Regions from separate parts of the Mus musculus genome. Here all the other regions are linked to region 1. Evidence: chromatin contacts called from public HiChIP or PLAC-seq and capture Hi-C data. All regions are on one chromosome and are shown on one strand. Each heading gives the region's core, a stretch centred on a gene start, on an enhancer-like site or on the middle of the called end of the contact. The rest is flanking DNA. Distances are from core to core; before and after follow the strand shown. Region 1 has its middle 30 kb from the start of Gm23013. Region 2 holds the start of Gpr85 (G protein-coupled receptor 85). Region 3 has its middle 70 kb from the start of Bmt2.

What was found. HiChIP or PLAC-seq counts read pairs in DNA pulled down with a chosen protein or histone mark. Capture Hi-C pulls out chosen DNA fragments and counts their contacts.
Region 2: an H3K27ac HiChIP or PLAC-seq map of embryonic stem cells shows a contact between it and region 1, with 2.5 times the contacts expected there. The contact joins the promoter of Gpr85 here to the enhancer-like site in region 1. A contact is called at or near these places in 2 of 39 promoter capture datasets (the 3T3-L1 cell line and hippocampal neurons) and 4 of 115 datasets of contacts at active chromatin or transcription factors (embryonic forebrain, embryonic stem cells and forebrain).
Region 3: a contact with region 1 is called in a capture Hi-C map of embryonic stem cells, with 5 times the contacts expected there. The contact joins two enhancer-like sites. A contact is called at or near these places in 1 of 484 Hi-C or Micro-C datasets (uterus), 2 of 115 datasets of contacts at active chromatin or transcription factors (both in embryonic stem cells) and 1 of 9 other capture datasets (embryonic stem cells).

Annotation. Positions count from the first base shown.
Region 1 is chr6:14,485,275-14,488,366 of GRCm38.p6, forward strand. No RefSeq gene overlaps it. Among named protein-coding and RNA genes, the nearest start is that of Gm23013, 30 kb to the left of the region's middle. Within about 2 kb of position 1,512, at least 4 of the 459 cell types and tissues checked have an H3K27ac peak or open chromatin away from gene starts, as enhancers often do. A contact at or near this core is called in embryonic stem cells, where this site is marked.
Region 2 is chr6:13,838,358-13,841,509 of GRCm38.p6, forward strand. It overlaps Gpr85 (G protein-coupled receptor 85), which reads right to left and starts at 1,585. Exons shown (of 3, transcript NM_001330667.1): 1 at 1,285-1,585; 2 at 203-822.
Region 3 is chr6:13,746,358-13,749,523 of GRCm38.p6, forward strand. No RefSeq gene overlaps it. Among named protein-coding and RNA genes, the nearest start is that of Bmt2, 70 kb to the left of the region's middle. Within about 2 kb of position 1,729, at least 27 of the 459 cell types and tissues checked have an H3K27ac peak or open chromatin away from gene starts, as enhancers often do. A contact at or near this core is called in embryonic stem cells, where this site is marked.

The sequences.
Region 1 (3,092 bases), core at 262-2,761:
GATGGGGGAGGGGGCTTTCTTTATATATGGCTGATGACATAATCATAGGTGAAGGTTTGAGGTGAGCCAAGTAGATTCTGGGAATATGGTGGCTGATGCCTTGGCAACAGGTGTGTGTGTGTGTTGGGGGGGGGGGGGGTTTCCCACCTATGTGATGTCACGGGTTTCAGAGGTACTGAAATCAACAATGATCACTGTCTGCCATCTGTATTGAAATCTTCATATTAGAAAAAATAAAACAACACATTTCTGTAAACACCTAGCATTCACTCGTGTCAAGTTACAGAAAAGAGAAACTTGAAAAATGATCAGTAGGCTAGAAGTATACAGTGAGGGTTTTAAGGAGGGTGAGTAGGTCGGGGGATGGAAGGGCCAAAAGACTGACATGGAGGCTTTGAGAAGTATTGTGAGTAAGGAGTGAGAGAGCTAAGAGGCCAGCGTGGACCTTGATATGCTGATAGGCACCAGAGGAATAAGTAAATTGGAGAGTTGTATATCCCTATGCTGGAGGTAAGGAAGATAGAAGTAAACAAGTTTTACAAGTTCCCAAGGAATGCAACCTTTGTCTAAGCACCAGAAATCCTTTTGATCTTCCAGGTTGGGCTCATTTCTGTATGTTTAGACTGCCTTTTTGAATTTGGGACATTGGAATTCCCTTTGAAGCTGGGTCCCCCTTAACCCATCCCTGGATCTTTATTAGTCTCTAACATTTTGCTGATAACTGTAGTCTTCCACTGACTTTCTGTGTTTCTCACCTCTTTGTGGAGTCACAAATCATTTTTTCTCCAATTCATTAAAGAGTAGGAATTTCTTGTCCCTGCTCCATTGTCTCTCAGTATCTTCCAAAGTCTTAGGATTTACCACATTAATCCTTTTCATTCCTACTCTCTTTACATCTGAATACAATTCTTTAAGGCACTGAGTGTCTTTCACCAGAGGTGACTAAAGGTGCAGTATCCAAATCACAACTATTTTATGACCACTCCAAGTACAACTGACTAACATAGGGTGCTGGTTATGAGCTACATTCATATCACACTCATTTTCATAACAACTTTATGATACTAATAACATTTTTTCTCTGATTTTTACAAGCAAAATAATGGATACTCTGAGAGGTTGACTTACTCAATATTAAATTCACATTCTATACAGTTTAGATCTTCTTATGTGTGCAAAAAAATGAAGTACCATGGTCAAGCAAATATTTATTCTGTTTATTACAGTTTTGTTCCTACTATATTGGAAGCAAAGACATTGTATCCAGTACAGCTTCTAACACAGTGCCTTGTACATATTCAGAAAGGAATAAATTGAACTATGGTGAATAAATGGTGGGGCCGGCCTGCGGCTCTCATGTCCGGGTTTGAGCCTGGGAGGCAACCTGGAGCTGAAAGAGAAGAGGGAACCTAGGCGGGTCGAGAAATAATGGAACCAAGACATGCTAGTCTGTTCAAGGTTCACCAGTTTACTAAGAGAGTGCTTACAAGGAGGAAGGCCCATCCCCCAACAGTCCATTCTTGGTTTCTGGAGCCAGCGAGTAGGTGACCTGTAGGACAGGGTGTTCCTCTGGAATATCTCAGGGGCTTCTCAGCAGGTAGCAGTGTCTTGGAGAGAGCAGTGGCAGGTGACAGAACAAAAGAGCCATCAAGGTCAGAAGGCTCCACCCTAGGTAATCTCCTTCTTAGTGGCAGCAAGGTCAAAGTCTGGATCAGCCTGCTTCAGGGCTGAGGGAGAGTACAAATAAATATGGAAACATTATGTTCATTTTGAAAATGAGTTTAAAAATGTAATGTAAAATAAATTAAGATGTATTGCTCTTATTGTTGTCTTTTATAAAAAGACCAGTATATGTTTTGTAGAGCATGGTATGATGAGGTGGGAAGAGTGCTTCATTGGGCCCATGCTGAGGCACCACTGCCTCCTGAGTTACCAGCAGTACCACAAGTATGGTGTAGAATAGAGTTTATTTAGGGCATGGAAAGGGGAGTTGAGAAGGGATGAGAGAGGGGGGCGGATGGGGAGGGGAAGGAGAGGGAGAGGGAAGATAAGGAACATGTGCAGAGAGAGGAGAAGGGGGAAAGAGAAAGAGAGGCAGAGAGAGCAAGGAGGAAGCAAACTGCCTCTTTTATAGCAAGCCAGGACTACCTGGCTATTGCCAAGTAACTGTTAGATGGAGCCTAGAAGGAATACCAACACTTATAATTGTCAAAGTTGAACAATAATAGGCTTATTATTTATATGTAAAACTTTAATGATCTTACTATAACACAAACCTTTTGATGTTAAAAACTGATTGTTCCTAAACACATAGTTACAGCCTGCTCAGTCTGTATAATGTTACTTGTTATATACATATATGTGTGTAACAACAGTTATATATATTTAAAAAAGGATACTGTTAATCTTGCACTTTCCCAGAAAAACTGACTCCACCGTTTTGAGCCAATTTTAAAGCAATCATGTATTGAATATATTAAATGCTGACCGAGAGGTATCCTTTGGTCATGATCACTCCCCAGACTTTCCTAGCTGGAATGGCAACAACGAGCCACATGTTGCAGGGGCTTGTAAGGACAAACGTCTAGGCCACCATACTTTCCTGTGAGGCTTTGGTGTTTCCCATGTATTACAATTCCCGACATTTCAGGGAGTTACCTGGTTCTGAGCCAGGTGGGGTTTATAGGTTAATTTTGGGGCATTACAGCATAAGTTTAATTTTGGGGCATTACAGCATAAGTTTGAAAAAAGAACAAAGAGGGGCATATGGGAGGGGTTGGAGGGAGAAAGGAGTAGGGAAATGATGAAATTACTATAATATCTAAAAGAAATAATCTTTGAAAATCAAGAGGCTATAAAGAAGATGCTTAGTTTTGTACTTAAAAAAAAGATAGTTCTGAGCACTTTGATAGTTCATAAAATATGGTCATATTAATTTTGGAAGTAAATTCTCTAACATTTCATCTAGTTAGTGAAAATGTTTATTCAAATACAGTATACAGGATCCGGACCATGAAACAGTGGTGCCACACATTTTAATAACTGACATTTCCCAAAGTAATGTAGCCAAATTGTGATACTAATGTAATTTT
Region 2 (3,152 bases), core at 335-2,834, 650 kb before region 1:
CAAAGGTTTCCAGAAACCGAATTCTCAATAAGCGTTAGAAGATGCATTGTCTGAATGTACTTCCATTATGCAGTTTATTGTCAAAAAAAAAAAAAAAAAAAAAAAAAAACCCTCAGGGAGGGCTGTATCCTGATGAACCTGCAGTTTCATCAGCACGGTGCAACCCCCTCCCCCAAACTTAACCGAGAGTATATCCTCCTACCTGTTGGTGTTGGATATCCCGACAGACTATAGCTTCTTCTTTCTATAAATTGCTGATTTTTTTTTCCTGAGTGCCTTGACTGAGCATCCAGGCAGGGCTCGGCGGCGCCTGCGCGTTGGAGCCTCCTTCAGCTCCAGCCGCGTCCTCCCCTGTCGCAGCGGCACCGTCTCCCCCAGTAACGCAGGGGCCGCGGCGGCGGCGGCGCGGTGGCGAGGGCGGCGGCGAGGCTTGCTCCGGCCTCCGCCGAGCCAGCAGGAACCCCTGCCTGTCTCCGGAGCAGGCTGGCTTTGCTTCAAAGTCCTGTCCAGTTCAGCCGGCCCCAAATCAGGCTTTTGTTCCCTCGAGGCAGCTTCGGAACTTTTCCCTCCCCGCATGCATTGGCAGTGGGGGGCTCGGGAAGGCTCTTCCCGGACCTCAGGCCCATCCTCTTCCCCTAGGGCAGCGCACGAAGCCACCGTGCCGCGGACGGCCGCCTCCGCCCCAGCTGCCCCGAACCCTCGCCTTCCCCAAACATCGTCTTCCTTTCTCTGTCAGGGTGGTCCTGCTAAGCATTGGATGCGCCTTGTAGAATTCTTCTCAAATGATTTTTCCCCCTGCTGATCTTTGATTTGGCACGCTAGCTGGGGAGAGAAAAAGAAAGAATGAAAATTAAAAAAAAAAAAAAAAAAAAAAAAAAAAGGAAAGAAAAAAAATTAAGCACAGTCAAAAATCTTGCCAGTGGGGGAAGAAGGGAAGCGGGTTGGGGCAGCCTTGTCTTTGTCAGTGGTCATCTGTTCTTGAAGGCACGCAGATCTGCGTTTAAGGAAGGAGAGGCTAAGTTCAGGCGACAAGTGCAAAACCGATCTACACTCATTCTACCTTCTCGAACGTGACTAATGGATCAGGAGTACAAAGATTTTACATGGCTGTTCCTCGCATCCCACCCCAAGCAACAAGACTCTCCTTTCTCTTCCAAGCTGGGATGACCAATAGGTTGCTGATGTCAAAGCGGTGGAGTGTATGAGTTTCCCCTTTCCCTTTTTTTGTTATTAGACATTTAAAAAATAATAATACCAGGAATATGATGAATACCGGAAACTTACACCAGTCCACAAACACCACATAGTCTGACACCTGGTGATTAGGAACGCCCCAAGAATCATCCACGTCTCGATTCTCCCATTTCCAAAGAGTTTTTGCGAGGGTGGGGTAAGATTTTAAACAACTACCCACTCTTCACCCCTTAAAAGCTAGCAGGCACGCTTTCATTAATTCCCAAGGTGAAACGTCTGCTTGTCTTCCTGCAAGCTTATTGCTTTATAATAATCTGTTAATGAAATAGAAAAAAATATCTCTCTACAGTAATAATTCGATCTCGAGACAGCAGTAAAATACCTCATCGCTGGGTGGTGAGATTGTGACATTCAGGGGAAGTCAAGCCAATCAGCATACAGATAATATAGGTTAATTTACATATTGTATTTCTATTGGATACATAGAGGTAAAATGTTTAAAGCTTAAAAATGAATACTTCACTGTCATGATGTCACAGTCGTTACACAAAGACCAACGTTAGTAATACTGAAATAATGTTGAATTGCCCTGATTTGATTGGAGATTTTTTTTAGCCAATTAAAAAAATAATGATTAGCTGTGGGGTGTGTGTATGTGTGTGTGTGTGTGTGTGTGTGTGTGTGTGTGTGTGTCTGTTCTTTTGGTTATCCATAAAACATTTGCTTAGGCATCTTAGGAGAGTCAATCCTACAACAATACTGGAAGTAACTTGAAAATATTTCCACCCAAGGGAGACACCCTGGTTTTTGTGAAACACGACTCAGAAGAACTCAAAACCATATGATGGGTACAACTTTTAAGTAAAATCTCAAATTTGTTTTTTATGAAACTACAGATTAATTTTCTACTTAAATTTTCTACTTCTCAATGCGTTTTGCAAAGAATGGTTGTTTGCTGAACTTTTAAGATTAAAAAAAAACTATATAGAAAAAGCGATTCAAGTAAGTTAACTTAAATATCCACCATTGACAAGTTGTTAGGTTTTTCAGGTTAAGAAAACATTTAAAAGTAAATGTAAAGGTGAAAATAGATTGCCAGACCACAAGGAATAATTCATTTTGGCAAAAAGCATAGGGCTAACTAATCTTATACTTTTTTTTTTTAATCTTTTTTTCTTTTCTTTTTTTGAGACAAGGTTTCTCTGTGTAGCCCTGGCTGTCCTGGAACTCACTTTGTAGACCAGGCTGGCCTCAAACTCAGAAATCTGCCTGCCTCTGCCTCCCGAGTGCTGGGATTAAAGGCGTGCGCCACCACGCCCGGCTAACTGATCTTATACTTTAAGAAGCATATATTGGGGCTGATGAGATGCCTCAGGGAGTAAGAGCACTGACTGCTCTTCCGAATGTCCGAATCCCAGCAAGCAGAGTTGAGCGGGGCTAACCGGAGCGAGCAGAGGATTTATAAATTCAATTCCCAACTCACACACACAAAATAAAAATAATAAAATAAAAATCTTAAAAAAGAAGCATTTATTGATTCCTTAAAGATAATAGAAAGTGATATGTATATGAAGAAGCCTTTTATACCAACTTCCAGGTATACTAGAGCAATTTTTCCTTTATAATTGAGTACAGTTACACTTATTTCAGGTCCCCCTCCCCCCAGTTATTAGATAAAAATGCCAATTTTTTTATTTTTTTTGGCTTGCAAGGTGCTCAAAAACTAGTGAAATAATTTTTAATTTAGTTCATTAATGCTACAGGAGAAAAAGCCAGATTTTGCATCTTTCAACAACAGGGGTTTTAAAGATATATTTAGTGGATGGACAAGGTTTCATATTAACAAGAAGTTCTCAAAAAAGTGTATCGATTACTGAAGATTTGTTCTCATATTGTAGGGTTACTGATCTCAGCTAATTTCTTTTTTGATTCCTTGTATCACCAAACATAGAAAAAAA
Region 3 (3,166 bases), core at 479-2,978, 740 kb before region 1:
AATATCGGTAAAAGTAGAAACTTCAGAGGGAGCTATACTGAGATACTTTTTATTTAGATTTGTGCAGCACGAGGAGCCATTTCATACAAGCTTTTCTGTAATATTCAAGAGTATCTTCAAGAACTTCGGTAACTTGGCACTATAAGATAACACAATTTCATAATTTAAAAGCACACTGTGGGAATATTAGAAACAGTTTAAAAAGATTAAGCGATGGGGGAAATCACTATCAGAACCAAGAAATTTCCTTTCCCAAGATCACGAGATAATAAAATCCTAAAGACAGAGAAAGTATGAAGGACAGCCAGAGGTGGCAACGGTACAAAAAGTTGTCACTTTCATAAGCAAAAAAATGTTAGCAATCTGTTAGAATACAGAAATGGCAGTGGCCCCTCCCACAACCCGAAAGATCACACGAAGCTCTGCTAGTTTGCTTCTGTCTCTCCATATGGGAAAATATAAGTAACTGGATAATCTTCAATCAGAAGAAAGCATAAATCCCCAAAGAATAAGTCATCAGAAGACATATAAAGATGCTCAATATGTTCTAAATGGGAATGCAGATATGAAAATACATAGTCAATTTCTTTTTTAGCTGTGTGTAATAGGGTGGAATTAAGCAAAAGCAAACTGGAAAGCAAAAGATCCCAGAGAACATTTTGATGACAAATGGAAATATCTTATTGCATAGCAAGGGCCCTGGAACAGAGCAGAATATGAAACGAAACTAAGAATACTCAGCAAAGCTTCCCAAGGGTACAGCTCTTCCAACGAGAGATTGTTCCCTGGGCTTCCTGGCACATCACACACTGCTATTTTTGCAGGAGTTTTGTGAAATGTCATTAATTTTTAAAAATTTTTATTTATTTTTTACTTTGACAATCTGTTTCTTGGACATCATACTTCTCTTGGGAGATGATACATGATAAGTGGACAGAGCATGTTGGCACATTCGCCCTTAATGTTAATCCCCCACTAGAAATTGGGCTTATTTTTTCCCCAGGCTTTTGGCTCCGGATACTGTCTTTGCAGCCATAGAAAATAATGGCATGTTTCACAGACAGTTGCAAAAGTAAACTTCCTCCAATAACATTCTAGAAACTGGATTACTAAATTAAAAAAAAATGTAATCTAATAAAAGGCATGGTCCAGAAAGACATTTGTTAAATGCATTCATTAATAAAACCACATTTTCCTCACCCCAGAGACCTCATAAATGGTGGTATGGTCTCCATCTAGCCCGCCAAAGTTATTTAATTCGCAATGCAGTTGAAATGGAATGTTCTCTAAATCAGATACATTATGGGGTAAGAGGGCCTTCAGGGAGACTGAGTTTGGAGGCACCAAGAGGAATAGCCTGGGAATCTGATTGCTACTATATAAATTGTTTTGTAGACAATTGAATTTCAAATCTGGACTCAGGATGGCCAGACCTTAACTACAATGTGTTCTGGGAAACTGAGGGATTGGGAAAGAAAAAATGGAGGACTTAGAGGAGGCATTTTAGTAACAAGAAGAGCTTACACACATTTTTTTTTTTTAATCAGCCTGAGGGTGAAGAGGTTCTTTTCTGTCAGCGCTGGGAAGTCACCAGGAGGGCTTCTCACTCTTCCGCCAAGCTCTCCTAGAAATTGCTGCTTTATTTTAGGCCCACAATCCTCTGCAGAGCTCCTGCAGTTCTGTATGTGGTACACCCATCGCACAGAGTGTGCTTTGTTCCTTATCTTTTCAAGGAGCTTAGAGAGAGAGAGAGCGCGTGCAGATTTGGAAGATACATTGTTGCCCTCGGGAAGGCAGTCAGAGCCGCTGATAGCGCTGGAAAATAGAGATGGTGTCCACCAAAGCTGGGGGTGGGCACCCACAGGCTACTCTCCTTAACAACTCTATGGGAACTGGGGCGTTGAGTTCAAATGCAAATACTCTTCCAGACTAGTGCTATTGTTCTGAGCAGTAAACTGCCTTTGTTATCTACCTTTATACACTAGAGCTTGGCAGGCTAACTTAACATGCATTAGCTTATTGCTTTTTTTATTAAAATAAAGGCATCCTATTTTGATTCTGATTGAGATCTAGGCTTATTTTAAATGTAACACCTATTTCTTATGGACAATAGTTTGTTCACTTAAATCCTAAATCATCTGGCATAAGTAACTGGGTGGTTTTCACATATTTTTTTATTTATTTATTTATTTATTGAAAAGAAAGCCAGTAAGATCCAAAAAAAATTTGGTTGGGGAAAATAAAAGACCTTATTTATTTATTTATTTATTTATTTATTGAAAAGAAAGCCAGTAAGATCCAAAAAAAATTTTTGGTTGGGGAAAATAAAAGACCTTAACAACCACAATTAAAAACCAAGTAAAATAGAGGATTGTTCTGAACTGACATGTCTTCAGAAAACTACAAATGGCTAACAAACATAGGTAAGAAGAGTCTGCTGTTTCTAGCTACTAACGAAATATGCATTAGCCCCTCCCCAGTTAGAATGGCTATTAGCAACAAAGGCTAGGGAGGAGATTAACTAGTGTAAATTAGTCCAGGCCTGGGGAACAGTTTGGAGGCTCTTCAAAAGTTAAAAATAGATCTGCCTAATTTGATGTAGTTATCAAACTTATAAATAAAGATCCAGGGGAAATGGCGCCAGCATAGCAATAAGAAAGCTGCTCTCCTGCCTTTATTCTGTCACCAGTCCTGATAAATAATAAATGACATCTAACTAGATCCTCTGTTAGAATTCTGTCTAAGCCCCCGTGTGCCTGACTCACTATAAAAGGAGTTGCTTGCCCACTCCTTGCTCTCTTGCTCCTCCCTTGTCCTTGCTCTTCCCTTCCTGTTCCTGCCTTTCCCCATTCCCTTACCCCCTCTGTCTACCTGCTCATGGCCGGCCTCTACTCCTTTATTTCTCCTCTCTCTCTCTCTCTCTCTCTCTCTCTCTCTCTCTCTCTCTCTCTCTCTCCCTCCTTCCCTCCCTCCCTCCCTCTCTCTCTGCCTCTCTCTGCCTCTACTACCCTCTTAACTCCCCTCTCCATGATCTTAATAAACTCTATTCTATACTACCCGCCATATGGCTGGTCCCTCAGGGGGAAGGCTGCGGTTAGCGTTCTGTCTAAACTCCACCCCACAGTTACCTGGCAACAGCCAGGTGTGCTCCTCCCTACAAATTACC